4 separate regions of the Pan troglodytes genome follow, and regions 1, 2 and 3 are each linked to region 4. The links are chromatin contacts, called in public Hi-C maps. All regions are on one chromosome and are shown on one strand. The core of a region is the stretch at or near the end of the contact, and the rest is flanking DNA. Distances in the headings are between cores, read along the strand shown. Region 1 holds the start of PJA1 (praja ring finger ubiquitin ligase 1). Region 2 has its middle 29 kb from the start of PJA1. Region 3 has its middle 120 kb from the start of PJA1. Region 4 holds the start of EFNB1 (ephrin B1).

Region 1 (7,880 bases), core at 1,881-4,380, 330 kb after region 4:
AAATTTTTGGTTTCACGCAGTTTGGACTTGCCAGGTTTCTGATTTTGGGCCTGACCACAGGTTCCTCTGCACTCTTTGAGGTGTTTTCCCCACCACCACAAATACTCACAGGAGCCCTGCTGGGACGTGCAGGTAAATTTTGCTCCCTTCTCTCCCTCTCCGAGCTGTCACCTTTTGTAGCCAGCTTGCCTTCAGAAGACGACTGTGAGGCCACACTACTTTGTGGCAGGAAGTCAGCTCTGCTAGCTGAGCATCTTGCTGCAGGGACTGGGTCTAACTTGTCTCGCTCCTCTCTCACATCACGGCTAAAACTAGAGAAATGTGGAGGTGGCCCAGCCAAAGACCTTGCCCCTTTCTCTGGGTCATACAGCTTATCATCTTTAAACTTGCCAGTTTTCCCTCTCACTGGCGGTCGCTCAACAGGCCCAGCCCCCTCCTCCTCACTATCATCTGCCCCATAAGAGTCAATATGTCCATAGGCCATTCCTCTTCTGCTACCCGAAGCTCTGTACTCTCTTGGCGGATACCTGGAATAGTCCTCATTATCAATATTCAGGTTGGTTCCCGAACTCTCGCTGTCGTCCCAACTACGACGAGTAGTGGAAAATGGCGATCGGCTCCTCTTGGTGGTTTGACTGGGGGCTGATCTGTGCATTGGGACTTCGGAGTTCGTCTTTCTCCGGCTGGCAATCCTTTCCCGCTGGCTCGTGGGTGGCCTGAAACTGACATAAGCATGCCTTCTTCCATACCTCCTACCTGTATTGGACTGATACCCTCCTGTTGGATTGGGCCATACAGGCTTGCTAGATTCCTGACCCATCACTCTGACTTAGGAGGGTTTCCAATACAGCTGGGGCTCGGGTAGGAGGGCTCCTGCTCCCTGCACACGTTTTTGAGATGGGAAAGTAAAATCAGTTTAGAATAAAGGAGCAGGGAGATTTATTTTCACTTCAGCAGGCAGGTAACAGAAAGAATAAGGGGCCTTTAAAATTAGTTTCACTTTCTTCTAAGGCCTGGAGTAGCATTCCAGTGACTGTCAGGTGTAGACCTGGAACACATTTTTAATGTTGGCAAAATGATTACAAGACTGGGTTTGCAGGAAAGCCAGACTTAGAGGAGAATCTGACGGAAGGTTGGGGGGTGACTGGACGCTTGGAAGGTGGGTGAAGTACTGTGGAATTGTGCAACGTGGGGAAAGGAAAGACTGCTGTAGTTTTTTTTATGGGGTGTCTGCATTTTTCTGAGTGCTGCAGACATACAGGAGAAATGCAAATTGGAATAGAGTGGAAAATACAGATCGCCGTGTGTGCACGAGTGCCTATGTGTCTGTCTATCAAGAGGAGAGGGACAGGTGGAAGGGGACCAGCAATCCTGCAACAGAGGGATGTTTACGTTTGTAGGGGGAAAGGGTATGAGTGTTAGAATGAGACCCATTCTGGATGTGGGTAGGAAAATGACAGGCATGGGTTGGGTGGCTTTGGAGGAGAGGGGTGCGTGTATGTATGAGGAAAGGGAAGGTGTTTGTGTGTGTAGCTGTATGTGAGGCAGCTGAAACTACAGAAGGATGCCCTTGTTTATGCGTATGTCACAGGCAGAGGAGTGTATGGTTGGCAATGGAGAGGAGTGTCTGAGAGTTTGTGTGTGTGTATGTTAGTCAAAATGGGAGGCAACAATGGAGAAATGTCAGTGTGAGCAAATGCAGCAGGCACAAATGGAAGCGGGGGTGGGGGGTGCGCAGCACTGGAGAGGGATGTGCTTGAGGTGGATGGAACAGAGGCAGGCAATCAAAGAACGATGCCTGCCTGTGTGGATATGGCAAGCAGGGAGGCAGGTTGTGTCCCCGTAGAAGGATTTATGTGAGTGCGAGTGTGTGCACCTCAGGGACCAGCAAAAGAGAGCTGTGTCTGACACACGTGGCAGACAGAGCAATAGAGGAGAGCATTTGAGAAGGGGGTATGAATGAGCACATGTGGCTACATATGTATGTCACTGGCCAGCGATAGAAGGATGTCCTTATGTGTGTATATGACAGGAAGGAAGAAGGAGGGCAGCCGGAGGGGGTGTGTGAATAGGCATGTGTTCGCGAGAGCACGCAGAGGCCGAGCAGGGAGGGGGCCGGTGCTAGAGGTGTGTATGTGGTAGGCGGATAGAGGAGGGGGAAGGCATGGGAGGGTGTGAGGGTGTGAGGGTGTGTGAGAGGGTGTGTGCTGCGTGTGCCTGCGCATGCGCGGGGGAGGGGAAGCACTGGAACCTTGAGGATGGAGGGGCAAGGAGGGGGCTGCAATGGAAGGCTTCTGTGCGGGGGCGCGTGCTCGCGAGACACGGGGGGTGGGGGGTAGGGGGGACGCAATGTCATAAAAAGAGGTGGGAAAAGGCCATCAGCTCAAACGGGAGACCCCAACCGATGTGGCAGGGGAGAGGGAAAATGAAAGAAAAGGGCGTGCGTGGGTCTAGTCTTCCCTGAGAATAATTATTTTTTCCTTACAATTTTTTCCCTGGGAACAGTATTTTTACCTAAAAATCTTAACCATTTACCATTTGGCAAAACAACAGCAAAATATGGGAAGAAAGGCCACGGAGTGCTCCGCAAAGGGGCCGAGGAGGGAAGAAGGAAGGAGAGGGGAGGAGAGGCAGGGAGAAGTGGGAGAGGGCCGCGACCACCACTGCCCTCCCAATAGCGATGAAAGCCACTCGAGTGGGGACCGCGCCACACCAAAGGGGTTCCGGCAGCGGAGGATGTGGCCCCAGAACAGGCCGATGGAGGACATGGGCCTCACTCTGCAGTCAGGTCCCGCGTCCGCCCCACCCCTTCCCGAGGGGCGAACCTGAAAAGCAGTTCCCAGGAATCCCCCAAAATCCTCGCCCCCGTGCCCGGCCACTCGCCCCGCGCCCGGCCACTCGCGCCACCGCCAGCGCCCGGATGAATCGAGGAAACAATCAGCCTTTCACTCACCAAGTCCAGAAAGCCACACGCTTTTCAGAGAAGCAGAGCTCTCGGATCTCCGACCGCCACGACCGCCAGAGCCACTGCTCCCGGTCCCGAGCTCCTCCCCCGCCAGACAGCAGCGGGGCGGGCGGCGACTGCTGTGGCGGAAGTGATTGTGAAGTCAGCTGGAGCCCGCCCCCTTGATGTGGCGGGGGCGGCAGCTGCTCTCCACAAATCAGGGTGGGCCCGAAAGCATTATTTCATCTTAAACGATGAAATCGTCAAGGATACAGAAAAGGACAGCGAAAAATGTCACAAACACCCAGCTTTAACTAATGTTAAACATTTAGCTATATTCCCTTCTGGTTTTTTAATAAATAAAATAAAATCTGCAAATTCTTTCTGATTAAGTCCAATGTGAGAGTAATTACGTTACTACATCACATCCTATGTTACGTGTTATGGTTGTACCGAAAGTATTAAAACTGTGAAACCATATTTAGGGTTGCAGTAAGCTTAAATTTTTTTTAACCTGATGGTTAAAGCAAATTGAAGCTGTTTATGTTGAATTTGTTGCTGCTAATCACAAAACCAAGCTTCTCTGTCCAAGAGATCATAGGACACAACATAGGTTCATATTCTGTTATTGCATTGCAGTTAAAAATATTGTAGTTATGCCTTTTGGATTTATACCATTTTACTGAATTCTGAAGTCTTTAAATTGCGCTTTATAATGGAACTCTAGTATTTACAGCCAATGTAAACATTTCCCATGTTCACAACAGTAGCAAAATTTTGTTCTTACTGGAAACAAAATGCATAATAGAACAAAAATCTTAGGGGTAGCAACATAATAGAAATAAAATGTATAACTTTCAAACCATTAAAGTAATAATATGTGGAACAAAGAGAAAAACTCATTCTTAACAAAGGTCAAGAAATGTTGCTGGGGGGGGGTACAAAAAAAAAGGATGCAGAAAGAAAACAAAAATGCAGGAATCCAAATATATCAGCATGCATTATGGGTTAACATCTCCTAATAAAAACCAAACTCTTATTTTGAGCATTTTGTTTTTAAAAGCCAAGTTATATTCTATTTATGTGAGTTTCACCTAAAGCAGAAATAGGAATAAAAAATATATGAGAGTAAAATACTAGCAGAAAAAAAGGAGAGAGGGAATGAGGGAAGGAAAGAAGCAAAAAAAAAAAAGGAAGGAAAGGAAGGAGGAAACAAACTCGTAACAATATCAATATCCTAAACATCGAGAACTCAAAGTAAAAAGAACTAAAGAGAACAAAACAGGTTGCTTTATTCACTGAGAAAGATATGACAAGCTGGTGGTGTGTGCCTGTAGTCCCAACTACTTAGGAGGCTGAGGCAGGAGGATTGTGTGAGCCCAGGAGGTTGAGGCTGAAGTGAGTGAAGATCACGCCACTGCACTCCAGCCTGGACAACCAAGCAAGATGCCATCTCAAAATGATGATGATAATAATAACAATAATAGAACTTCATTGGTGAGAAATCTGAAACTATCAAATTTTTTAATGGAGATACATTTTCATCTAGCAATTCTACTTCTAGTCAATTGCTCTATTGTGTGTTCTATTGAGACACACAAGTGGAGAAAGATATGTGAATAGGAGTGTAGCAAGATAATGCAAACAACTTTAATTCTCCTCAACAAATAAATTGTTTAAATTTATTTAAACATGTTGCATGGTGGCTCATGTACAGACATGGTGGTTGACACCTGTAATCGCAGCACTTTGGGAGACCAAGGCAGGAGGATTGCTTGAGCCCAGGAGTTGAGACCAGCCTGGACAATATGGTGAAACCCCATCTCTACAAAAAAAACGTAAAAATTTCCCTGGCGCAATGGTACGTGCCTGTAGTCCCAGCTACTTGGGAGGCTGAGGTGGGAGAATCACTTGAGCCCAGGAGGTTGAGGCTGCAGTGAGCCAAGATTGCGCCACTGCGATCCAGCCTGGGCAATAGTCAGACCCTGTCTCAAAAAAAAAAAAAAAAAAGAAAGAAAGAAAGAAATGAGGCAAGTATATATGTACTGGTCTAATATAAATATATTAAGTGAAAAAAGCATGTTGCAGAACAGTGCATTTTAAAAAAAAACATATGATAGTCACAAAAATTTATGTGCCAAACAATGTAGTTTCAAAATATATAAAGCAAATACTGTTAGAAATATAAAGAGAGATCAGGAAGTCTGCAATTATAGTGGGAAACTTCACCTCATTTCTTATGGTATAGATAAATCAAATAGACTGCAAAATAAATAACGATATGAGGAAATGGGACAGTACAATATACTGAATGTATATGTATTTTTGTTTTTTTGAGACAGAGTCTTGCTCTGTCATCCAGGCTGGAGTACAGTGGTAAAATCTTGGCTCACTGCAACCTCCACCTCCCGAGTTCAAGCAATTCTCCTGCCTCAGCCTCCTGAGTTGCTGGGACTGCAGGTGTGCACCACCACACCCAGCTAGTTTTTGTATTTTTTAGTAGAAATGGGGTTTCACCATGTTGACCAGGCTGGTCTCGAATTCCTGATCTCAAGCAATCCACCTGCATCAGTATCCCAAAGTGCTGGAGTTACAAGCGTGAGCCACTGTGCCCAGCTTGTATATGTATTTTTGGACTCAAGAGAGGATACATTTTCTTTATAAAAATATTTTTAAATATGTCAACTATACAGAAAAGTAGAGTATAAAATACACATTTTAATGCACCTGTCACATGGATTGAGCAAATTTTATTTTCTCCAGATCCTCAGATCCTTCTGTTTTTGAAACAAAATAGTACAGATGAAGCCCTCACTTCATCCTATTCACTTGACCTCTCTCTTGAAAATAAGCCTTATTTGGAAGTTGATGTGCTGTCGTCTTGTTCATGTTTGTGTGTGTGTGTATGTATATATATATATATATGTGTGTGTATATATATACGTATGTATATATGTGTATATATGTATATGTGTATATAAGTGTATGTATACATATATATACAGATATATAATATATATTTACATATATATATCTGTGACCAATACACAATTTTGTTTCATGTATTTAAATTATACAGATGGTATCATTATAAATATATACTTTTGCAACTTAGATTTTCACTCTATTGTTTTTTGAAACTCAGCAATTTTGATACCTGTAGATCTGAGTCATGCATTTTAACTGCTGAATATTACTGTATCAATTATCCAATACATTACTATAACATATTATTGTACGGACTTCTTTTGCATAAGTTATCCAATTTATCTCTTTTCCTACTGTTTCTGTTTTGTGCAATTATAAGTGAGGATTCAATGAACATCCTAGTGCATGGCTCCTTGTGCCTACATAGAAGAGTTTCTTCAGGGCAGAGCTTCCCAACTGAGTTATAAGTGTTCTGATATATTGATCCCCTTAGCTCTCCAGGAAGGTAGCTTTGGCTTCAGCAGCTGCCCCTAGAGACTGTTGCCTCTAGCCAAGAGCACACTGTCTGTTTATTCCAGTGAGCTGATAGCATTTTAAATATATGTTCTGATGTGAAAAGGATTGAAATAAATTGCTCTAGTATGGAAACATTGAAGTAGAATTTCTTGGTCAAAGAGTATGTAGTAGGTATCTACTGCTGTGTAACAAATTTCCCTAAAACATAGCAGCTAAAAACAACAAACATTTATCATATCAGTTTCTATGGGTCTGGAATCCAGGCATGGCTTAGTTAGGTGCCTCTGACTCAAACTTTCTTACGAGGTTGCACCCAAGCTCTCATCTAGGGTTGCAGTCTCATTTGAAGGCTCAAGTAGGGTAAGAGGTTCACTTCCAAGCTCTTTTACATGGTTGTTGACAGGCCAAAGAAGACCCATTTCTAAGCTAACTCATGTGGCTGTTGTCAGACTTTGATTCCTTGTCATGTGGACCTATCCGTAGGCTTCCTAAGTCTCCTCACAGCATGGTAGCTGGAGAGAGAGAGAGAGAGAGAGAGAGATCCCAAGAGGAAAGATGCAGTCTTTTTATAACTTAATCTCAGAAGTGAGATCTCATCACTTTTGCCATATCCTATTCATTAAAAACAAGCCATGGAATTTGTTCATTTTATCTAAGTAATCAAATTTGTGGCCATAGAGTTGTTCATAATACTTTTTATTATCCTTTTAATGTCCATGAGGTCAGTAGCAATGGCTCCTCTCTAATTTCTGATATAAGTAATTTTGTTTACTCTCTGTTTTTCTTGGTCAGTCTGGCTACAAGCTTCTCAATCCTGTTGACCTTTTCAAAGAACCAGCTTTTGATTGTATTGCTTTTTCTCTACTATTGTTCTGTTTTCAATTTCATTGATTCCTGTTTTAATTTTTATTGCATTTTTTTTCTGCTTACTTTGGGCTGAATTTGCTGTTTTATTTTCTAGTTTCCTAAATGGAAGCTTAGATGATTTATTTAAGGTATTTCTTATTTTCTAATGTATGCATTCAATGCTACAAATTTCCCTCTAAGCACCACTTTTGCTGCATCCCACAAATTTTGGTAATTTATCTCAAAATATTTTAAAATTTATCTTGACACTTCTTCTCTAACCCATGTTTTCTTTAGAAGTATATTGTTTAATCTCCAAATATTATGTGATTTTCCAGCTACCATTCTTTTATTGATTCCTAATTCAATTTCATTGTGGTCTGAAAGCATACTTTGTATAATGTCTATTCTTTTAAATTTGTTGAGGCATGTTTCATGGCCCAGGATGTAGTCAATCTTGGTGAATGTTCAATGTGAGCTTGAAAAGAATGTGTATTCTGCTTTTGTTGGATGAAGTTGTCTATAAATGTCAATTAGATCCAGTTGATTGATGGTGCTATTCAGTTCAACTATATCTTTACTGATTTTCTGCCTGCTGGATCTGTCAATTACTGATAGAGTGGTGTTGAAGTCTCCAACTATAATT
Region 2 (7,396 bases), core at 2,952-5,451, 300 kb after region 4:
CTGGTCTAATTGCTGTCTCATCAGCTCTCCTAGGGGCTCATTCCAGAGACAAGCAAAGGGAGGTTTCTGCTGTGAGACTTGAGGGAGCCTGAAGAGAGGTGGAGGGGCCGGCACTTTGAAAGGCACTGACAAACCCCAGCACGCCCAGGGCAGAGACCCAAGTCTGGGGGGTATGGCAGGGAGAGGCAGGGAGCAAAATGGCCAGGAGGGAAGGGACTAACTTTCCCGTCGGCTGCTCTTGGCTTCCCCCTTGATCCTGTGTCTCTCCCTAGTTAATGTTCCATATCTCCTTTTCCAGGGTCCTCATTGGGCTGTCCCCACTTCCCCACCTGTCCTCCACACCTCAGACCACTGCTGACAGCTTCCCATCCCTACTTCAGCTGTCACCCAGGACCTCAAAAACCTAATTACAAGAATCAGCGGACTTAGCTCGTGGAACCTCTCAGTCACATTTGATATTTGTGACTACTTCCTGCTATGTGACAATTGCGACTCCCTAATCCTCTACTCTCTACTCAGACATGGCTTTCCTAGTTCTCCTCCGGCTTCTTTGACCATTCTTTCTCAGTCTCTTTCCCAGGCCCCTATTCTCCAGTATGCCCCTTAAATGTCGGGTCACCTCCCCTACGGATGCTCTCCCTGGCTCTCTCAGCCCCTCCTGCGGCTTCCACCACCTCCTCTCAGCAAGTAAATTCCATGTAACCTCAGCCTGGGCTACTCCCCCAAGCATCAGCTAGTACAGACATTTACCCAGTGGTCATCATCAAAGACACTTCAAACCCACCTTGCCCCAAACAGAATTTATACTCCCAGACCACACCTCATTGCTCCAGACCCACACCACACTTCATTTCAGTTTTGTTTCTCCAGGGGTAACCCTACCATCCACCCAAGTTCCTGGCTAGAAACCTTTGCTCCTCCCTCTCCCTTGCTCCTCACATCTAATTAGTTACTGTGACCTGCCAATTTTACCTCCTTAATAGCTCTGGAATCCATCCCAAGCATTCCATCCCTACAAACACGGCCGGAATCCAGGCCTTTATCATTTCTCTGCCACCAGAGTGCGTCCTCCTCGGACCAGCCTCCACACTACAGCCACTTAGACCTTTCCTGCAGACAAATCTGAGCATGTAATTCTCCAATTCAAATCTGTCAGTGACTCCCCACTGCCCCCAGAGGAGAGTCTAAGTTCCTGAGCCTGGCGCACAGGCCCTTGAGATCTGGCCCCTGCTCACCTATCCCACCTCCCAGCCCTGGAAGGGATTGTGCTTTCATGCTATGCTCTGTAGTCTCACCTTACTCTTCTGCTGGCAAACTTCTACTCACACAGGCAGCTTGGTGGAGTGGTTGAGAGTGTGGGCTCAGGGCCCTGACTGCCTAACCAGGAAAGTCACTTATCCTCTCTGGGCCTCAGTTTCCCTATCTGTAAAATGGGGGTGAAGACTGTTTTTACCTCTTAAGGTTGTATTTCTCTTACAAGGGAATAAATTAGATCATGCATGTAAAGCACTTACAACAGTGCCTGACACACATGAAGCACTGTATAGTGTTAACCACTATTTATTATTCCCCTTTAAGAACCAGTGCAGACAATACCGTATCTGTGAAGCCACACCCTCCTCTGAGACTACGTGCTCCTCTTCTGGCTCCTTCTGGGACTCTAGAGCCCTGGCTAACTTCTATCACAACACTTGAGACCATCTGCCTGCTGCTTGACCTTTCTCCCTTGCTACTTGATATCCAGGACTGAAGTCTACCCATATTTGCATCTCTAGCACCTAGCCCATGACTTTTCATATGGGCCTCAGACTAGCCTGAGATCAGTACCATAATATTATCATGTCCATTTTGCAGATGAAGAAATTGAGGCTCAGAGAGGTAAAGGCAATTTTCCAAGATCGCACAGCTAGAAATTAGCAAAACGTGGGTTTAAACCCAGATCTGCAGGATTCCGAACCCCATGATCTTTCTACTTTATCTAACTCCTTGGGGGAGGGGAGTCTTGAAATCTTGTCCTAGAAGGAAAGATTAAAGAACTAGTGGATGCTCTGCCTAGAGGAGAGACAACTCAGGAGCAAGGACAATCCCCTCCCTTCCCACCCATCTGTCTGAAGCCTACTGGTGCTGGTATGTGTGTTTCAATGTTGATGCCAATGCATGTGTTGGACACGTGTGCAATGAGGTCATGCCAGAATGCTAGAGATGGAAACCTTCATCTCAGAGCCCCTGCTCACCTTTATATAGTTCTCCAGAGTTTACAAAATGTTTTTGCATCTCATCTCGTCATTTGATCAGCCTCACGCACCTGGGATGTGGTAATCATGCCCCAGACAGGGCAGTGAACTGCCGCAAGTCACCCAGAAGTGGCAGAGCTGGGACTCCAACATTTAGTCAATGCATAAAGTCTGCAGCAAGCCCCTTCCTTCCAGCAGGAAGCCTGAGGATTCTGAGACTGTGGCTGGGGAAGTTATTCCCCCAAAGAAAAGGGATGTGAATGCTGGGTGTGGCCCAACCTAGAGAGAGGACAGGCGAGAGAGAAGGTCTCTCAGACTCAGGGTTCCCATCTGCAAATGGAATAACACCCCCACCCTCACATGGTAGGCGTAAGTCTCAAAAGAGATGATATACGTAAAATGAAACAAATGCCTGGTCTGTCCTAAGCACCCAACAGATACCACACTGCAGCTTAACTCGTGGAAAGCTTGTTTGAAACAGTGGCAAAGGTGTTCAAGGAAAGCCTGCCTGTCAAGAATTAGGCAGAGCTGGGTTTTGAAATGCCATCTCTGCCCCTTACCAACTGTAGGGCCTTAAGAAAGTCACATAAACCCTCCAAGTTTTTGCTGCCTCATTTGTAGGATGGAGACAATGAAGTCTATCTGACAGAATCGTTGTGAATGGCCACATGCGAGTATGTGTGTAAAATGGCTGACACAGGAGCTGGCACTAATAGAGTCATTATTATTGTTCTCACAGATTAGATGGCAGAGCCAGTGATGAAGACTCTGGAGCCATACCACCTGGGTTCTAAGCCCAGCTTTATCTACTAGCTATGTGACCCTCAGCAAGTCACTTCACTTCTCTGTGCCTTGGTTTCTTCAGCACACGTACGGTTGGGATTAAATAAGTGACTACATGTCAAATGCTTCTGGCAAAGGGTACATGCTCTGAGTGTTGGTGAGCATTGTTATTATCAGACAAAGGCCCGAGAGGCATGAAATAGTGTCCCTCTTCTCCCAGGGCATCACATCCCCTTCGTGAACAAAGACATTAGTTGAGGCCAGTTGGAACAGATTAATGGGGTTCCTTTCATTCAGCTTCCTAAAGGCATAAAATGACCCCTCCTGAGGTGGGGCCCTGCTTGTAAGGATAGCTGTGTGCAAGCCAGTCTTCAGCCAAGATGCCCTAGGCTGTCCCCCAGATTCAGCCAGAACTGTCCAGAGTCCTTGCAAAGGGCTTTGTTGGGCTCGGAGAGCTCAGAAAACATTACCTGCTATCCCTCTCCCTTCTTGGGAGGCCAGAGGTGGCCGTTAAGGAATAGACCCACCGTTCACACACACCTAACTCTGGCCCCCATGGCTGTGGGCGGTAGGGGCTTGGCTACGTGGGCTCAGCAGCAGCAGGAGGGCCGGGTAGGGCAGAGTTGGGGGCCAACACCTGGGGTCCAGGCCCAGGCGGTGGAGGGCCGACAATGCTCCCTGAAGTTCCTGTTCTGGCTCCATTTACAACAGGCTTCCTGGAGTCACGGTGCATTTTCCCAGGCGCCTGCTCTCGGCTTTCATAGCTGCCTCCCACCACCCAGACCCAGCTAGGCCGGCCTTAGGGCACCCAGAAGGAAGCAGGAGCCCAAGTACTGGCTCACTTGGGTCAGTGCTTGGGGCTGGCTAGCCGCTGCTTTCACATACAACTCCGCAGCCGCGAGGAGATGACCCCTCCCCTCCCCGTCCCCAGGCCAGCCTGGCCCCGCCCCGCCCCCAGTGCCGCGTGGAGGGAAATCAGGAGAAGCCGAGGAATTGTTTGTAATTACTGTGTTTTTAAAGGCTTTTCCGTGAGCCTTCAGCCGATTTCGGGGGAGGGCAGCTTGCCAGGGAGCATTGAAATGGAAATCCTGTGTTCTAGCCGGGACCCTCTTGGAAGGAGATTCTTCCCAGAGAAAAGACCAGAAGCCCCGCCCCGTCCCCCGGGTCCCCCGTGCGCGGCTGTGGTCATGGCGGGCTCAGCGATGTGTGGCGGCTTTGTGGAACGGCATTCCTGGCCAACGGGCCTCAGCTCTGCCTCGGGACCCCGCCATTCAGCCCCCGCATGAAAGGCCGCTGCCCGGGCCCGCAGCTCCCACTCTTCCCCACCCCAAGGACGCACCCATTCACCTCCTCTCCCCACCGCATCTCCCTTTCCCCCACTTTCCCCAAACGGGAGGCGCTAGCCATGGAACATGGCACATCCAGGGCTACCTCCTCCCAAGTTACCCAGAGGTCATGTGTACAAGCAGCAATTCTAAGAACAGTCCCTCAGGCGTGAGCGGCATTTTACAGTTTGCAATGCCTTTGCACATCCACCAGGCCAGTTACTCCTCGTAGCAACCCCGCTAGGAGCTTCTATTATTATCAGTTCTCAAATGGGGCTGGGGGAGGGGAAAGCCTTGCCCAAGGCCCCTGGGCTAGCAACTCATAGAGCTGGGCCTAACCCAGGGGTCTGCAGGATGTCTCCTTCCACCCCCACCCCAGGCTGCCTCTCCCACACGCTGGCTGACACGCAGGCAGGACTGTTCTTCTGGTGCAATCCCTGGGCCTTGTGGTCTGGGATCATTTCCTGTGGCCTAAAGTACTTATTTGCAAGTTGTAAGGACTGCCCGGTTTCTGGAAGCCTCGCTGAATGCTTCCAGCTGGGAATTTAACCTTCTCAGACCCAGCTGTGGATCTTGAGAGCTCTCTTAGTTCCCAACCATTTTCCTGGAGCCCCCTGAGATAAATTAGTTGTGTCTGGGTGGGGACAATGGAGGAGTACTGGACTGGGATCCAGAAGACCTGGCCTGGGCCTGGCTCTGACACCCACTTGCTCTGTGACCTTGGGCAAGTCCCTTCACCTCTCTGATCGCAAATCAAGGCTTAGAAAGTGTGCTTCCCTGCCTGAGTTTGCAAGCCCAGCCTCTTGTTTTCACTGGAGCATGAATGGAATTGACCTTCCCTTACTCAGCTCCTCCACAGCTCAAGGTCTTGTGAGAACCTTGGAATTGTTGCACATGAGAGCTGATTAGGTAGGCCCCTGAAGATAGTGGAAACCACTTGCCCCATCCTCCAGCATCGGATAGATGGGCAAACTGAGGCACAGGAAAGGGGAGCCAGTTGCTCAAGGTCATCCAGGGAAGCTAATAGTAAGGTCAGGATTAAAATCCAGATCAACAGTGGTGATAACAAAGGTAGTGTGAGAGATTTTAGCTTCCTATAATTTTCCACCACTTCCCCAAGACTTCCTTTTATTCACATTTTACACATTATTATTATATATTATTAATTATAATAACATTAAAAATAAATGCATAGTTAAAATCCTGTGTAAAATGTTTATAAAGTTATCTTCAGAAAACTTTCCTCTTTTTATGTATCTGTAACACACATCCTCTGAGCGTATACAGTGTTTGCTCAGCACTTGCAGCCTCAAGGGACAGCTAACCTCCCACCAGATCTCTGCTGCCCTCAAGGCCCTCGTATAGAGAAACGATGGTGGTGACTCAGTAGATATGGGCCCCTTGCACTCTTCCCAGAAGCCTCCTGTTTGTGTTTGGGAACACACAGCACCCGTGGGTACCTTCTTTTGGCCCAGGACCCCACCCCTCCTTAACTAGGGGAGGCTTCTCAGACAGAGCCCCACCCTCCTCCACTTCTGCCCTTACATTGGTTCTAGGAAGACAAAAGTACAAGGAGGAGAGTCCAAGATTTGCAAAGGAATAAAGAAAGTTTCATGGATGTTTCAGAGGTGACTCTGCCTGCCTTTCCCTCATGTCCTCCTCCTTCATAAAGGAAGCAATTTTTTTTTTGACACAGTCTCACTCTGTCACCCAGGCTAGCGTGCAATGGCACGATCTCAGCTCACTGCGAGCTTCACCTCCCAGGTTCAAGTGATTCTCCTGCCTCATCCTCCCAAGTAGCTGGAGTTACAGGCACCTGCCACCACGCCCGGCTAATTTTTGTATTTTTAGTAGAGACAGGGTTTCACCATGTTGGCCAGGCTGGTCTCGAACTCTTGACCTCAGGTGATCTGCCCACCTCGGCCTCCCGAAGTGCTGTGATTACAGGCGTAAGCCACCGCGCCCGGCCCTAAAGGAAGCATTTCTGAGCCTTCCTTAGTCCATAGAACATCAAGGAACTACAGCATGCTACAGCTCCAATAAGCCCTTAGACATCTCCAATTCAACCCTCTCAGGTTACAGATGAAGAAACTGAGTCCCAGAGAGGGGGCAGGGAGTGAGAAACCTGGCATAAGACTGAAGACCAGAAACCTCTTCTGCCTGCACAGCCAATATTTTCCCACTGTCCCCTGTACCCTGCTGCCTCCTGCATACACGTACAGGCTCACCCGTGTGTGTGCTAATGCAGGTTGACGGCTGCTGGGAGGGTCACACATGGAGCCACACACCAGCCCATTCACTCTGACACATACCCCAGCTGGCTGTCCCCAGATACACACTCCACCATCCCCATTCGCCCACTCGCCTGCAACTGCCCATCCCATCCCCTCCTCACCATCCCCTCACACAGGCGCACCCACACTGATTCACAGGCCCCTCCCCGCTGGCTGCCCTGGGTCTCCCTTTGTTGATATGACTACCCACAGCTGCACAGAGAAGGTGCTGGGGCAGAGGAGACAGGGAGGGGTGTGTGGGGCGGGGGTTGGGGGAGTTGTATGAATGTAGACTGGATCCAGAAGGCTCCGGCTGGGAGACGTGGGGCTCAGCCACACCTTGGATAGAGCAAAGCAAGGGGAAGACTCTCTAGTGTTTGGAGAGGGAACAGGAGACAAGGGCTAAATAGCCCACGCAAGGTAAGCTCAGGAGTGGAGGGGCTGGAGCCCCATTCTGACAAAGCTGGGATGAGGTCCTGGAAGAGTAGCCTGGCAGCCATCCAGAAAATGTCAGTTCGGGGGCCATTGGACATTAGTCTAGACTGGAGGTAGGCAAGGGATGGAAGCGGGGGGCAGCCTCTCTAGAGCTTGGGGAAGAAATTGCTGAGCTGGAGAGAGGCCAGGCAGAGGTCCCCAAGCAAAGAGCTATGAGTTTGATAAGTCTCTTGGGCTTTATGAGATTGGACATTGCCTGACACCCTGTGGGTGGCAATCTATGATTATTAGATAAATGAATGAATGAGCTCTGTCACGCTTTGCCATTGTCATCACAATGGCCTGG
Region 3 (6,935 bases), core at 575-3,074, 440 kb after region 4:
AAGTAATGCAATTTTCAGGTAGCCAGGTGCTATGATCTCCATTTTGCAGATGAGGAAACCGAGGCTTATGGAGGTTTACCAGCCTGTCCTAGGTTACACAGCTAGTAATGGCAGAGCTGGAATTTAAATCCTGGTTGGCCTGAGTCCATTGCCCTCTTTCTACCACTGGTTCTCAAACTCTAGATGCATCAGAATCATCAAGAAGGCTCATTAAAGCACAGATTGCTAGGTCCTACCCCAGAGTTTCTGATTCAGTGGATCTGCCATGGAGGAGCCAAGAGCTTGCATTTCCAATAAGGTGCACAGCAGGGGAGGTTGGGGAGGGAGTGATGCTGCTCATGTGTAGACCTACTTGGAAAACCACTGGATTAGAGCATTAGCTGGGGACTGGGTCTCCTCATAGCAGGTGTGACAGTGTGGAGGCACTGTGACTTAGCAAAGTGGTGCTTCGTCTGGAGTTCTTGAGTTTATGACCCTTTTCATCTATTGTCAGCCAGGCCAGGATGGGTGGCACCTGAGCCAAGCCTGGGCTTGGCAGGAATGCTGAGAATTCCAAACTAGCAAGCTGCTGGCAGGTTCCAGCTAAAATGCAGACAGGCACCACCCTTAGTCCCTAGGTTAGATTTCTTTGGCTCCTTGGCCCTCAGCCTCCAGAAGGGTTAATGCTGACCCACTGGAACAGAGAGACAGAATGAAGAACTTTTTGTAGGCCAGGAGCCAATCTGAATCTCACTGAAAACCTCCAACCAGACCTGAGAGATTCCATAAGCCCCCAAGAGGTTGCTTGAACTGGAGACTACCACGTAAATACTTTCCTATACATTCATGCAAAGGTTTTAAAAAGATTGTCTTAATAGTTGTGCCCTGTTGGCATGTCAGTTTCAGGCTCTGAATTCCTAGAGAGCAGGGAATGGATTTGCAGGGATGAGGAATTAAAACTCACAATGACAGAGAAAACGGTGATGACAATTATAGTGTTAGGGTTGATGTTGGTGGCCACAGTGTAAGGAGAAGAGGAGAGGGAAGTGGTGGTGGTGGTGGGGAGGTGGAAATGAAGGTGAGGAAGGTAGATGGATGTGAGGTTGATGAAGATGTAAGTGGTTAGTGAGGGTGACGAAGGTAGTGAACTGAGTTGTCCATACCCCTCTGAAGACACTTTCCCTCTTATCTCTGTATGTGTCTGTTTCGCCTTCTAGAACCTCCTCTGGGGCAGGGCCTGTGCCTTGCTCACCTTTGTGTCCTAGCACCTAGCCTGGTGCACTGCACATCGTCAATATCAACAAGTGCTTGCTGACGAATGGAGTGTGAAATGGCATGGGGCAGGAGAGATGGCAAGGCTGGCCAGCCATGATGACCTGGAAGAAGCGGCCACGTTGGAACACTCCCTTGTGGGAGCAGAGGCTCCACAGAATGATGTCCATGCCCCTGGAGCTCAGAGAGAGAACTGTCCCCGTGAGGTACAACAATGGTGCTCCCTGCCAGTGGTGGCTGTGGAATGAGCACGGGGAGCTCTAGAAACTGGCCTGTCTAGTCCAGCTGGGCTCAGTGGGCCCCAACCAGGCAGCAGCAGCAGCAACTTTGGGGATTTGTTGATTTGTAGAGCCTGCCTGCTGGAGGCAGGCTGTTTTTCCATAATCATCTTTTGTCTGGCTGAACAATAGAGGTGAGGGGGCAGCCAGGCAGGTGAGACATAGCTTGACAAGACCCAGGAAGAGGAGGGGAGGCTCCCACACTGCTTCTAGCCAGCTGCCCCACTGCAGGCCTCCCTTCCTAGCTCGGCCCTCTGCCGCGGACCCCCAAAGGCTGCTGAGAATCATCAGGCCTGGGATAGGCTCAGCCTGGGACCCCGCCCCCAACCGGGGCTGGCTTTCATACCTCCCCACACACCTCTTTCGCTCAGAAGCTTCGAGGCTTTTGATAAATGTTGGCGCAGTTCAGCGCCCGAAGAAGGCAGGCCGCTCCTGGGAGGAGCCTGTGGACATTCGACACTGGGAGAAGGATGGCCCCACATGGGAGCAGGGTGGGGGTGGGGGCTGCAGCCCAATTCCCCACAGAACAAAAAGAGATTTCTCTCTCCCTTGCACCAGCTGCTGAGTCCCAGCCCTGGCTTGATCATTTTTCAAACTGCAGTAAATTAACATTTTCTGGAGCAGGAAAACCACACTGAGAGGCCTAAATACCAAATTTAGGGATGGCCTCAAGCCCCTTTGGGCCTGCTTCCCCTCCCCTCATTCTTGCTGGGGACTGGGGAGGACAGAGCCCCAAAGGAACAGCTTCTTCCATTTCACTCACACCTTTCCTGGGACTGGCTGAGGGCCCCTCCCCCGTTCCCTGCACACAGCCCTGCCTGTCACCTCCTCTTTGCTGACATTCCCTTCTCCACCTCTCCCACCCCATAGAATGTAGTGCAGGCGTGTTTATTCCCACTTGGCAGAGGTGAGCCGGAGGACCTGGGAAAGAGTGGGGGAGAAAGGGTCCAGTGAGAGTGCAGGGAGGGGTCCTGACGTTGGGCCCCTGAGGCACAAGTTAGAAGTCCTGATACCCCTGGTTTCCCAAACCTGAACTTGATTTATTTCCACTGAGTTCTGAAGCATACAGTTTAGATAGGACAAGGAAGCCCCCAGGCTCTCTGGATCATCTTCCTGTCTCTGCAGAGTGGGAGCTCCCCTATTCCAAGCCTTCAAGGGAAGACATTCCGAGAATAAAGTCTGCTGTGGGTATCTCTGCTTTTGTATCTCCTTGTTGAGATAGAGAAGTGTTCGTTTATTCCGAGCGAGGCGGTTGCCCTTTGCTGTGTGCTTAGTATGTGTCAAGTAGCACGCTGGGTGCTTTCCAGGCATCATGTCATTGAAACCTCAGAGAATACTTCCAGGGAACGGAAACAGAGGCAGACACTGAGGCTCAGAGAAGTGAAATGACTTTCCCAAGGTCCCACGTCAGAGGCAGGATTGCTATCCAGGTCTATTGGGTGTCAGAGCAGTGCTCTCTTCTCCTGCCACTGTCCCGTCACCCTTCCCGCTCCTCTGTTCAGTGGGCCCAGCTGCCCGTGGCGACCTTCCCCTGTTCCCTCTGTCTCTTCTGACTCAGGACTGCCCACAGAGGCTTGAACCAGCTGCACTGTCCTGTCACCAGCTGGGGCCTCAGCTCTAGCAGTGGGGAGCCAGGATCTTGGCCTCACAATGGACTGGGGGGGGTGGCCACAGCTGGAAGCAGCTGGAAGGCAGGCCTTGTGGAAGGAAGTGCAATGGCACACACACACACACACAGAGATACACAGAGACACACACACACAGACACACACACACTGGGGTTGGGTGGGTGCTCAGGGAAACCATTCCCTTTGCCTTTCCAGAGAGCAGAAGGAAAAAAAGGAGTCAGGCTGTGGCCTGAACCCTTGTGTAGCTCAAGCCCTGGGGTGCTTGGCTCTCTCAACATCAGAGGGCTATGAAGTCCCTCAAAATCTGGCACCCATCTACCTTTTGGAACTTATTTCCTGCCCCTTCTCTTTATACTCTCTGGTTCAACCAAACTCAACATTCCTCCTCTGTGCCTTCCCTCATGCTGTTCCTGCTGCCTGGATACCTGCCCTCCTCACTTCCCCGTATGCAAATTCTATCCATCAGCTAGGGCCCAGGTCAACAGCCACTCCCTGCAGGAAGCCTTCTTGGTCCTCCTCACCTCGATACCTCCCTCTTCTCTGCCCCAACCTGAAAGAAATTCTTCCCTCCTCGGCACTTCCTCTCTTAAGGCATTAGCTACTTTCTCCCTGGAATTTGAATCATCTGGATCTGCCTCTTAGACTCCTTCTAGACCAGGAGTTCTCTGAGGGAGGAGCTTGGTCAGATTCATCTCTGTATTTTCTAGCACCTTGCTTGAGATTTCTCTGAAATGTATTGTCTACCGCATACCTCACACGGGAGGGTGGCATAGTGTAGTGGGAAAAACAAGGCTTTGGAGTCAGAGGCACCTAGGGTTAAATCCCTGCCCTGCTTCTTTCCAGCTGGTGCCCTTGAACCAGTTACCTTCCCACTGAGGCTTGATTTTCCTCAGCTCTTGTAAGATAAAAATAATAATTGCTGGCTGGGCGCGGTGGCTCACGCCTGTAATCCAAGCACTTTGGGAGGCTGAGGCAGGCAGATCACAAAGTCAAGAGATCAAGACCATCCTGGCCAGCATAGTGAAACCCCATCTCTACTAAAAATACAAAAATTAGCTGGTCGTGGTGGCGCGCGCCTGTAGTCCCAGCTACTCAGAAGGCTGAGGCAGGAGAATCACTTGAACCCGGGAGGCGGAGGTTGCAGTGAGCTGAGATCACGCCACAGCACTCCAGCCTGGTGACAGAGTAAGGCTCCATCTCAAGAAAAATTGCTACTACCCAGGGTTATGGTCAATATTAAATGTGGAACTAAAAAATAAAGTACCTCCTAAAATATGTGGCACATTTCTGTGTTCAATAGATTATTTGCTCATTACTTCTCCCTTTAACAGGGTCTGAGAAATGAATGAATAAATGAATGAATGAATGAGGAGATGAATTAATGTTGTGCCATCCAGCCGGCTGTAGCCTGAGGTGCTGGGCCACCTCTGATCTGGCTGTCCTCTCCTCCAGGCAGACCCACCCACCAGCCCACACCCCTCCATTCTGTTCCCAGCCACCCCAGGCCCACAGTTTACATGCTGAAATTCCCAGAAGCCAAGACTTCCAAACAAACCCCCCAAGTTTGGATTTATCAGCCATGCTATTAAAACAGTAATTTTCAGCTGCCTAATGTTTCCAACTTCTGCTCTAATCCAGCGGGTAAATATTTACAGAGCCTGACACCACTCCTAGGCCACTTGCTCTGCTGCCAAACATTCATTTCCCTTGTAGCTCCACTGGTTTGATATTTTTAGGAGCGGGGGAGGATGGAGGGACGTGTGTGTGTGCATGTGTGTGTGTCTGTGTGTGTGTGTGCACGCATGCATGCCTGCATGTGTGTGTAAGGGGTGGGAGAGAGGCTGTCTTTCTCATGGTGAGTTCCTGGATGGGGAGAGACACAGGGTAACATAGTCCTTTATACTTCCTTCACCCTGATCTCCCCTACTGGGGGCAGAGGGGAACAGGTATGGTGCAGTGTGTACAGATCCTCAGGCATCCCCTTCCTTGGCCTCCCTCAACCCTTTCACCTTCCCACCACACACACAGTCACACATGCACACACACAGCTAGCCAGCACAAATCTCCATACAGGCTAACCATAGAGACAGCAGAGAAGCCTCGGGGAGCACATGCAGGCACTGGAGGCCTACAGACTTAGGGGCCTGCCTCAATTCTGCCATTTGCCAGATGGGTGGCCGTGACTATGTCCATCCCCATCTCTGAGTCTGTTTCCTCATCTGTGAAATGCAGGTAAGAATGCCCAGCCCCATGGTGAGATAAGTTGGCGAGCACCAAGCACAGTTATGCTAGGTGCCCTGTAAAAAGTGCTCCCCTCTTGCCTCCTCACCCTTTAGAAAGAAGATAGGAAGCATGCCCTCCAACCCACCGATGCCCCGGTCCTGCTGGAGTGCTGATCACTTGTCAGAACTTCCATGCCCTTGCCTGTGCTCTTCCTTCTGTCTGAAATATTCCCTGAGCCCCAGGAAAGTTCTCAGCATCTTTTCTTAAGACTCAGAACACATGGCTACCTCCTCTGAGAAGTATTCCCTCATGGCCCTAAGAGAATCTCACTCTGTCTCTCTCTCTGTCTGTCTTTCTCTTTGATTAAGCATTCTTAGTGAATGAAGCCTGAGTCATATTCATCTCCATGGCCTCAGCATCTAGCACAGAGCTAGACAAGGTACTCAAAGAATATTTGTTGTGCATGTGCATATTTGTTTAATATTTATGGATTGGTTGGAAGAGGGGAAGGAGCAAAGGATGGCTTTTAGCTTGAGCTATCTGAGACACTTTATCCCCCTCACAGGGAGAACAAAAGGAAGAGAGAATGGGACCAACATTTATGGAATGCTCCTTGCAGGCAGGGATCTTGTCTGTCTTGTTCCTGTTGCAACCCCAGCATTTAGAATGGTGTCATGACATTTAATGAGCTCCACTCTGTGCCAAGCAGTAAATACTTTACATGGATTAACTTACTTAACCCTTATAACAGCCCTATGAGGTAGGTGCCTTATTGTAGAGATGGGGTCACTGGAGCACAGAGAGGTTAAGTCATTCAACCAGGGTCACACAGATAAGAAAAGGCAGAACTGGATTTTGAACTCAGGCAGTCTGGCTCTGAAGCCTGCACTGTTACTACACTATCCTATCTCCCTTCGTAGATACTCGAGGAATATTTGTTGAATGAATAAATGAATGAATGTTTACCATGTGAATGGCTGTACATGGCACAGTTATATATATTTTTATAGACTCCTCACAGCAGCCTTTCCTTGCAGGGTAGGTGCAATCATCTCCATTGTTCAGATGAAGAAACTGAGGCTCAGAGATGTAAAGTAGCTTGTCCCGGGTCACACAGCTAGGAAGCAGCCAGGCCAGCTTGCCTCTGGTGTCCTGTCCGGCTGGAAGCCGCAGGAAGAAATCCAAAGGGTGCTTTATTCTCATCCCTTAGTGCACAGAAGGAAGCAGGACTTCTGAACATAGAGGTTTCAGCACCCCAAGAGGCCAAGCTGGAAATGATCATAGATATCATCCATCCCACCCTTTCAGATTGAAGATGAGGAGCTGGGCCCAGAAAGATTAGTAGTTTGCCCAAGGCCATATAGCAACTAAGCCAGTATACCTGAGCCTGCACAATGCCCCTCCTCTCCTCATCTCTCTCAGGTCTCCCCAGGCCACCCAGGGATCATAGTCCAGCTGGCCCGGCCATGAATCTATTTCCCCATGGGATTGGCTTCTGCTAGCTGGAAACTGAGAGGGGTGTAATGAGGAGGAAAGAGTCCAGCAGGGAGAAAAT
Region 4 (7,589 bases), core at 3,663-6,162:
CGAATTCCTGTGCCCCTGACAGTGATGAATGGCCCAGCCTAGCCTTGCACATTCTCCAGGTAACCAGAGCAAGAGAGCAACAGGCTTACCCTTACCTAGGCTGCCTCCTGCTGGGCTGGAGAGCAGAGGACAGGGGCACTACTGGAGGAAACTGAGCCTAGATCAGTGAAACCCAGCAGGGCAGGGGTTTCTGAAGATGAGGCCTCTGAGGGCCCAGGGTCCCAGCTGCCCTTCAGAGGCTTGTCCACCTGTTATGCACACCAAGTCATGCTCTGGCTCTCAGATGCCCTATTTCAGGCTCTTACAGGGACAGGGGGGCAGGTCATTTGCCTGTATGGAGCTTGAGGCTTTGGGACAGATGTCTAGGAGTCCAGGGTAGGGGTAAGGGGTATGAGGAGGAGATAAAGAGAGAAGGAGGGAGGGGGACCAGACCCATCTGAGGGAGAGAGGGGCTCCTCCCATCCCTAGTGCCATTCTGCCATCAACCTGACACAGGCTAGCATCTGGCAGATCAAGATGATCTCAGTGCAAATACCCATAAACCAGGCATGCAGCTGGGGCAGGGACAGGGAAGGGCTGGGGAGAGAGTCTGGCTGAACCTTTGGCCTTTGGGACCACCCCCTTCTTCCCCAGCCACTGGGAACTCTCGTGGGTGCAGTGAAAACAGACTTCCAGATCTTACCCGCCTGAGGCTAGATCTCACCTAGCCCTGGGGTATGATGCAGCCACGTGGGGAAAGGAGGAAGAGTGGGAAGTCTCAGGCCCCACCCCAGGCTTGCCCAGAGACTGACCTACAGATAGGGTGAATTGGAAAAAAGCAAAGTATTCATTGAAGAGAAAGGGCAACCCAAGATCAGCATAGATCCCAGCTGGTCTCAGCTAGGAGGCAAGTGTGGGCAGAGGGAAGGACAGCAGAGAAGGGGGTGGTGGGAATAAGCTGGCTGAGCAAAAGAGCACTTTGCAGACTGAGGTTGGTGGAGCAGAGGATGCAGCCAGATTGAGCCTGCAGCCTTAGTTTTCTCATCTCTAAAACAGGTCTATCAATATCAACCTCAGGGATGTTGTGAAGATTAAACAAACATAATAGAGCACCAGGTGAAAGCACCCAGCCACACTGCCTGGCATACAGTAGGTGTTTAATAAATGGTAGCTCTCCCTCTCCTTGTAGGGAATAGGTGCCGGTGTATGTGAGATGTGCAGGTACAGGTAGTAGGTCTTCTAGGAGGAAGACAGGAGGCATGGGGCAGGCTAGAGATGACTGCAGACAAGAGAGAGGGTTGCTAGCCCCACTGGGTTGTCCCAGTTGGCAATGCCTTGGACCTCAAGTTAGGATCCTTGCTCCCTGACCCTTCAGTCTGCTTTTCTAACTGTTAGCTCTGGCTGGGCCTGCTGGCTTTCCCAGGCCCACACCTTGGCACACACTCCTTTCCACAGCCTTGGTATATCAGTGTGGCCTAGTTTACATCCTGACTTTTCCACTTCCTGGCTGGGTGGCCTTAGGTGAGTTACTTCACCTCTCTGTGTCTCAGAGTGCAAGGCAGGCAGGGAGAAGTCAAGGACAAGGGCCACAGAAATAGAAAGGTGTGTGCATGTTCATACACGTGTGTAGATGATAGTGAACATGAGAAACTCTGGGGGCTAGATTTTAAATTCCACGAGGACAGTACCCGGTCCTGCCACCTTCTGCTGAATAAATGGATAGGTGAGAAAGAATGAGAGTTTGTGTGCGTATATGTACAAGTGTGTGAGAATATGAGAGGAGATAAAAAATGTGCATGTGCCACACAAAGCATGTGTGAACAGGTGAGAACGTGTGTGACTGGGGATGAGAGTGTCTCTGTGGGAGGCTCTGCAGAAGAGTAAGAGTTTCCATTTAGTAAGTACCACAGTGGGCCAGGCATGATACTAAGCCCTTCACATGCATTGTCTCATTCACCCCTCACCACGGCTCTGTGAATGAGGGACGACCTCTAGGTTACAGACAAGTAACTGAGGCACACAGAGGTGAACTGACTTGCCCAAGGAGACACAGTTCATAAGCAGGGAACTCTGTGGCTCTGAAGTTTATACCTCCCTGCTGCTCATGGGTGTGGGAAGCTGAGCTCAGAAGGAGCAGCTCTGCTCTCCCAGGGCTGCACGATGCCCGAGGCTTCCTGCAGCTGCCAGATGTTCTCCTGCATCTCTGGGTCCAGGATCCCTCACATACAGGTATCAGTGTTTGGTGTTCCTTGTGGGCAGGGCTTGTTGGAGCTGCTCTTTGTGTCAACAGGGATGGCCCTGCTCGGAGGTCAGCACAGAGGCACTGCTCAGGAAATGCTGGTGGACTTGAAACCTGATAGTTGTGTGTGTGTGTGTGTGTGTGTGAGCACGTGCGTGGACGTGTTTGTAATGACACAGTAACCTGGGAGAAATGGGTGGGGAGTGACTGCCAATGGTATAGGGAGGGCTTGGATGAGAGGGCCCCCATTGCTCACAGATCCTGACTTCCTCTCAGGCTCCCTTGGGAGTAATTTTTCCCTACCTCGGGGGCCTGAATCATTACATCTGAGGCCCCGCCAGGGTGGGGCAGGAGGTGGGAACCTGGAATCACTGGCCTAGCCATGGCAGGGAGCAGGCTCAGCTCTGCTCCTGAGGCCCCTGTAGCTGGTGTGGGCAGGTTGAGGCAGAAAGGCTGTGCTGTGAGCAGGGATAAGTAGCATGTGGAGCAGGTCTGGACATAAAGAGTCTTCTCCTCATTTCCTCTGCCACCCTGCCCACCGGGATTAGGTGCTGGCACACTCAGGAACTGCTTGTCTCCCCATGTTTCCCAAGACTGGCCGCATAGCCTCATCTCCCCATCCCCCACCTGGCCTTGGGCTCTCCTCCTGTGGGACACTGGGCATGCTGGCTGTGGGGAGGAAGAATCGAGGCTGGCTCTAGGGTTGGCAGTGGTGGTCTTAGATGAGAAGAACTCTGGGCTATGGCCAGGAATATAGATGAACTTTCCAGGCCTGGCAACCTCTTGAAGGACAGTGAGGGAAGAGTCCTGGCCAGCCCCAGGCTGCTGCTGTCCATGCATGACCCAGCCTTAACCAGGAATGAACAAAAGAAGCAAAGAAGCAAGGATTGGCTGGGAATTTGAGCCCGTATGGTACAGGGGAATGGCCACAGGCTTTGGAGACAGATGTCCCAGGAGTCAAATCCTGCTTTCACCACTGATCAGCTTGGTGATCTCAGATGGGTCACTTCTCTCTGAGCCTTACTTTCCCCTGTAGGTAAAATGGGGATACTGAAACTCATTTCAAAAGGTTATGAAAGGAAAAGCATCTAACTTGGTTCTTGACAATAGTAGGCACTCAGTAAGCAGCAGGCTGCTTTCTGTATTCAGGTTTTGATGTCCTAGCATGCACTCCAGGGATCCCAGTCTCCCAGCTAGACTACTGGTGTGTCCCTACACCCTATTCATCTCATCTCTCCTTCCTTACACCCCAATGCAGGGTCCAGCTGAGAGCTCAGAGACCCCAAACAGCTCCTTCTTTCCCTGCCTACCCAGAGCCACTTCACCCTCAAGGGCTGCCCCTGGAAGTGGGAAGGGCCCAGATTTTCCCTATTTTCTCCTCTATTTGGGAGAAAATAAAAAGACAAAATCTGGGCTATTCCCACCTCTACAGCCACAAAGATCATCAGAGGATCCACTGAGAAACGCAGTAGCTCAGTCACCTATTAAGCGAGATGATGGACAGGAAACTGTGTGAATGGTGGAGCACTTTGGGAATGTTGCTCATCTAATTATCTCCATAAAGAAAAAGTGGGGAGACCTTGTATTCTTGGCAGTCCCTAAGCCTACCCCAAACTCAGATATCCTTCTAGTTCTTTCCCTTCCTCCCCATACAGGGTGGCGGTTTTTGCCAAGGCTACGCCTGTCCCAGGTCTTGTGCTATGGCAAGCTCCGGGTTTATCCCAGGCGCCCGCAGTGCTATGGAAGTCCAGCAGGGGGAGACATTAGCACGTGGGTACGTCCTCTAGGGTCCGACCAGCGAGAGTGGGTCGGACCTGGAGGGTCTGAGCTATGGGATCGAGCCAAGTTATAAGCAAAGAGGCAAGGCGGGGCGGGAAGAATGGGCCAGGGCTGGGAGACAAAGACCCAGATGGCGAGGCCGGGACAGGCTGGAGTCCGGCTTCTCCGGGCCAGGATGCCCGCTTTTGCTTTTTCAAAAGTCTCATGCCCTGTGCTTTTTCCTCTTTGCCCTCGAGGTGTCTTTCTTTATCGACGTGCCCTCTCATCCCCGCTTGCCTATCCCGGGACCTTGCCCGCGCCTTCGGACAGGACAAGACTAAATCTTGGCTCCAGAGGTCCCACAAGGCTCCCCCAGAAAGCTGAGATTCCGAAGGCCTGGTCCCCAGGGGCGATGAACACGCCTTCTCTCCCCACCACACCCCACCCTGCTCCCCGCCCCACCTCCAACCCCAATCAAGTACTGGACCCTCACCAGTGTCCCCCTCCCACTGCTCTCACTTTTATGTTCCTGACTCTGGGTCCAAGTGCAAGCAGACAGTGCATTTTGAGGGCGAGAGGAGGAAAGCCCACCAAAGCCTTACGTGGGACTGGACGAGGAGCAGACAGGCTGTCCTTGACACGGAGGTGGGCACAGAGCAGGACTTCAGGGGTCCTGTGTGTAAAAAGAGAATGGAAATACTTCCCTGGGGTACTTGGGACAGGGTCAGTGTGCTGGGGTGTTGACCAGACGCGTGGAGAGGAGAGCAGGCCGGCAGCTCTTGAGAGTGCCAACTTCCCACGGGTTGAGCTCTCTGGGAACAGGACTGAGCGGGACCCAACCCTAACCGCACGAGCCGCACACTCAGATTGGTGCCATCGGGCGCGCGGCGTCCTTAAGAGCTCCCTGAAACCCCGCCCCCTTCCTGCTCTGGGGGCGTGGTATGGGGCAAGGACCCCGCCACTGAGCTTGCTATTGGCTAAGAGAGCAGGGTTGGCCTTGCGTTCGCCTGAGCAAGGGAGTAGACAGCACAGCGGCAGCGGAGGGAGTCTATGCGAGCTGGACAGCAGTGGGAGGTTTGTGAGGCTCGCGCTGGCCGCAGACCCTCCGGCTCGATCGCCCGGGAGCCAGGACTCGGCGACGCGAGGCTGCCGGGCTATCCGGCCGAGGCTTCGGGGGCGCAAACTAATGGGACTGGCTCGCTCGGCAGCATCTCCCCGCTCTTCTAAGTACACTGAGCAGGGCCCGCGCTGAAGTAGAAGCTGTCCGGGGGCGCGTAGCCCGGAGTCCCAGTGTGGCCCGGAGGAACGGAGCCCGTGCCAGGGCGGCCCAGTCGGGAGCCCGGGGACCGAGCTTGTGTTGTGGGGAAACCCCCACTTCTTCCAAGGGACAGCGATCCCGGGACGGTCGAGGCGTCGGGGCGGTCACCGAGACCTCTGCGGGAAGACCCCGTCGGGGAGAGGGCGCGCAGCCCCGAACCGTCTCGGGAAGTCGAGCGGAATCGGGCGGGATCACCCGGGGGCGCAGAGCCCCCGTCGCGCCTCGTGCGGCAGCGGAGAGCCCAGGAGAACGAGCCCTCGGGGGCCGAAGCCCATGCCCGGGTTGGGGGCGGCTGCCCAGTGAGTCCTCCTGGCCGGCCGGGCGGAGAAGAGCGACACCGAAGCCGGCGGGAGGGGAGCACTTCAAGGCCGGCGGCTGCGGAGGATGGGCGCCTGAGCGGCTCCGAGCGCAGCGCAGCAGAGGAAGGCGAGGCGAGCTTTGCTGAGGAGGCGCCAAGGGATCCCGAAGTGCAGTCTGCCCCCGGGAAGATGGCTCGGCCTGGGCAGCGTTGGCTCGGCAAGTGGCTTGTGGCGATGGTCGTGTGGGCGCTGTGCCGGCTCGCCACACCGCTGGCCAAGAACCTGGAGCCCGTATCCTGGAGCTCCCTCAACCCCAAGTGAGTAACTTATCTCCTCTGGACGCTGGGGTGGGAGGCACTCCTTCAGGGTGAGGCCGCACGCCCCGGAGTGCATGTGGGGAGGTCTTCGGAGGAGGAGCGGCGCCTCATTTTGTCTCCGGCTTTTTCGAGTGTTTTCCTGCGGGCAGGCGGATGGAGCAGGGTGCGGCGGGGTGGGGTAGGGGCACTTGGCTGGGTTGTGACCCCCTGGGCTTCCCAGCCCCTGCCTCTGCACGTCTTGGATCAAGTCGAGGTGGTCGCACAGGCGGAGCTGGGGAGTCGGGGCGCCCGAGAGCGCACCGGAGAACTGAGTGGAGGCGAGAACGCAGCTCCCTCCGGGGCCCCTGGGAACGTGGTGATTTTCGCCGAGAGCCGCTCCAGGAGCGAGCTTGACTCGGGCGAAAGACGAGGCCAGAACACGGGTTCCTCCTTTGCGTAGCTGTGGAGGGAACACAGAGCGGGACCCGGCGCTTGGGGTGGGTGGCAGCGCCAACATCCCCACTCGGGCTTCTCCCATTTTCATTTCTCTTTCTTCCCTGTTTTCCTCCCTGGCTTTTTGCTTTGCTGTCTCTTTTTGCCCCCCGCCCCTCCTTTCTCCCTGCCGGAGCGGTAGAAAGGCGGGCGCTGCTCCCAGGCTCACAAAGGCAGCGGGTGGAGAGGGGCGGAGTGGGAGAGTGGTCGTTGGGTAGTGGGGGTTCGAACCAGTGCCCGTCAGGGGTCCAATGGAGCCGGTAACAGAGCTTCAAGGGCCCGCCAGGGCGGAGAGTGGCGGCCGAGCTGTTGAGGGAGGTGGGTGGAGAAGGAGCGATTCCTGCCCAGGCAGGTCCCCTTGGCCCCCGAGTCTGTCCCCCAGATTGGGGAGCTGTGCTTAGTTTTCCCCAAGGGGTTGGGGCGGGGGGTGGGCAGCTATATAAAGGACATCCTTTCTTTTCTTCTCCTTCCCCTGCACAACTACCCCACCACCACCACACACACAACCCCTCCAAACAACACGCACACCTTTCAGGGCGGTGGCTCAGTGGTTTCTGGGCTTTTAGTGGGAAGTCGCTGGGGCTGTTGTAGTGACCTCTGGACCTTCTTCTCTTTTGGCATCCAGGACTCAGGTTGGAACCAAGGGTCAAAATTGCCCTTCCTCTCAGTTTTCTGGAGGTCCCAGCAATGTGCGAACAACCCCACTTAGCAGGAAACTGGGGAGCTTTGACCTGCTCCATCCGTGATCACTGATTCCTGTATCTCAAATTTCTTCCTGTCCACTCTTGCTGCCCCCCGCCGCCTCCCCCCCAACCCCGCCCTGCCCCGGGTAACTTCCCAGGCTCCTGCCTACCTTGGCCTCTTGGGTCCCAGGGACGTTTGATCTCTCAGCCCTGGAGTAGGAGAAGGCAGCTTTAGTTTTCTTCTCCTCGATTAAGGTAGAGTCCTATTACTGGTTGGTGGGATGGCTAAACCAGGGTTGGGGTGGAGGGCTCTCCCTGGGTACAAGGAAAGGGATTGGCAAGAATTTCTTTCCTACCCAGAAGCCAAACGGGGTACAACACTCTCCTAACAGCAGGGGCTCAAAATGCTCTGGGAGCTCTGGGCTGCTTGAGCCCAGGGGGGAACGTTGTGAAGTGCTCAGTGGTTGTGAAGTGCTCAGTGGTTGTGAAGTGCTCAGTTACCCCGGTAAGGGTGGAGGCTGGAAA

The links. A called contact is a pair of places that touch in the nucleus more often than the background predicts.
Region 1: a Hi-C map of stem cell-derived neural progenitor cells shows a contact between it and region 4, with 7 times the contacts expected there. The contact joins the promoter of PJA1 here to the promoter of EFNB1 in region 4. A contact is called at or near these places in 1 of 7 Hi-C or Micro-C datasets (stem cell-derived neural progenitor cells) and 1 of 1 datasets of contacts at active chromatin or transcription factors (stem cell-derived excitatory neurons).
Region 2: a Hi-C map of stem cell-derived neural progenitor cells shows a contact between it and region 4, with 6 times the contacts expected there. The contact joins the enhancer-like site here to the promoter of EFNB1 in region 4. A contact is called at or near these places in 1 of 7 Hi-C or Micro-C datasets (stem cell-derived neural progenitor cells) and 1 of 1 datasets of contacts at active chromatin or transcription factors (stem cell-derived excitatory neurons).
Region 3: a contact with region 4 is called in a Hi-C map of induced pluripotent stem cells, with 4 times the contacts expected there. The contact joins the enhancer-like site here to the promoter of EFNB1 in region 4. A contact is called at or near these places in 4 of 7 Hi-C or Micro-C datasets (blood, induced pluripotent stem cells and stem cell-derived neural progenitor cells), 1 of 1 datasets of contacts at active chromatin or transcription factors (stem cell-derived excitatory neurons) and 1 of 1 other capture datasets (stem cell-derived neural stem cells).

The regions. Positions count from the first base shown.
Region 1 is chrX:66,922,790-66,930,669 of NHGRI_mPanTro3-v2.0_pri, forward strand. It overlaps PJA1 (praja ring finger ubiquitin ligase 1), which reads right to left and starts at 3,131. Exons shown (of 2, transcript XM_016943939.3): 1 at 2,954-3,131; 2 at 1-722. The coding sequence starts at 655.
Region 2 is chrX:66,893,375-66,900,770 of NHGRI_mPanTro3-v2.0_pri, forward strand. No RefSeq gene overlaps it. Among named protein-coding and RNA genes, the nearest start is that of PJA1, 29 kb to the right of the region's middle. Within about 2 kb of position 4,202, at least 8 of the 24 cell types and tissues checked have an H3K27ac peak or open chromatin away from gene starts, as enhancers often do. A contact at or near this core is called in stem cell-derived excitatory neurons and stem cell-derived neural progenitor cells, where this site is marked.
Region 3 is chrX:67,037,792-67,044,726 of NHGRI_mPanTro3-v2.0_pri, forward strand. No RefSeq gene overlaps it. Among named protein-coding and RNA genes, the nearest start is that of PJA1, 120 kb to the left of the region's middle. Within about 2 kb of position 1,825, at least 3 of the 24 cell types and tissues checked have an H3K27ac peak or open chromatin away from gene starts, as enhancers often do. A contact at or near this core is called in induced pluripotent stem cells, where this site is marked.
Region 4 is chrX:66,590,758-66,598,346 of NHGRI_mPanTro3-v2.0_pri, forward strand. It overlaps EFNB1 (ephrin B1), which reads left to right and starts at 4,913. Exons shown (of 5, transcript XM_016943922.2): 1 at 4,913-5,910. The coding sequence starts at 5,783.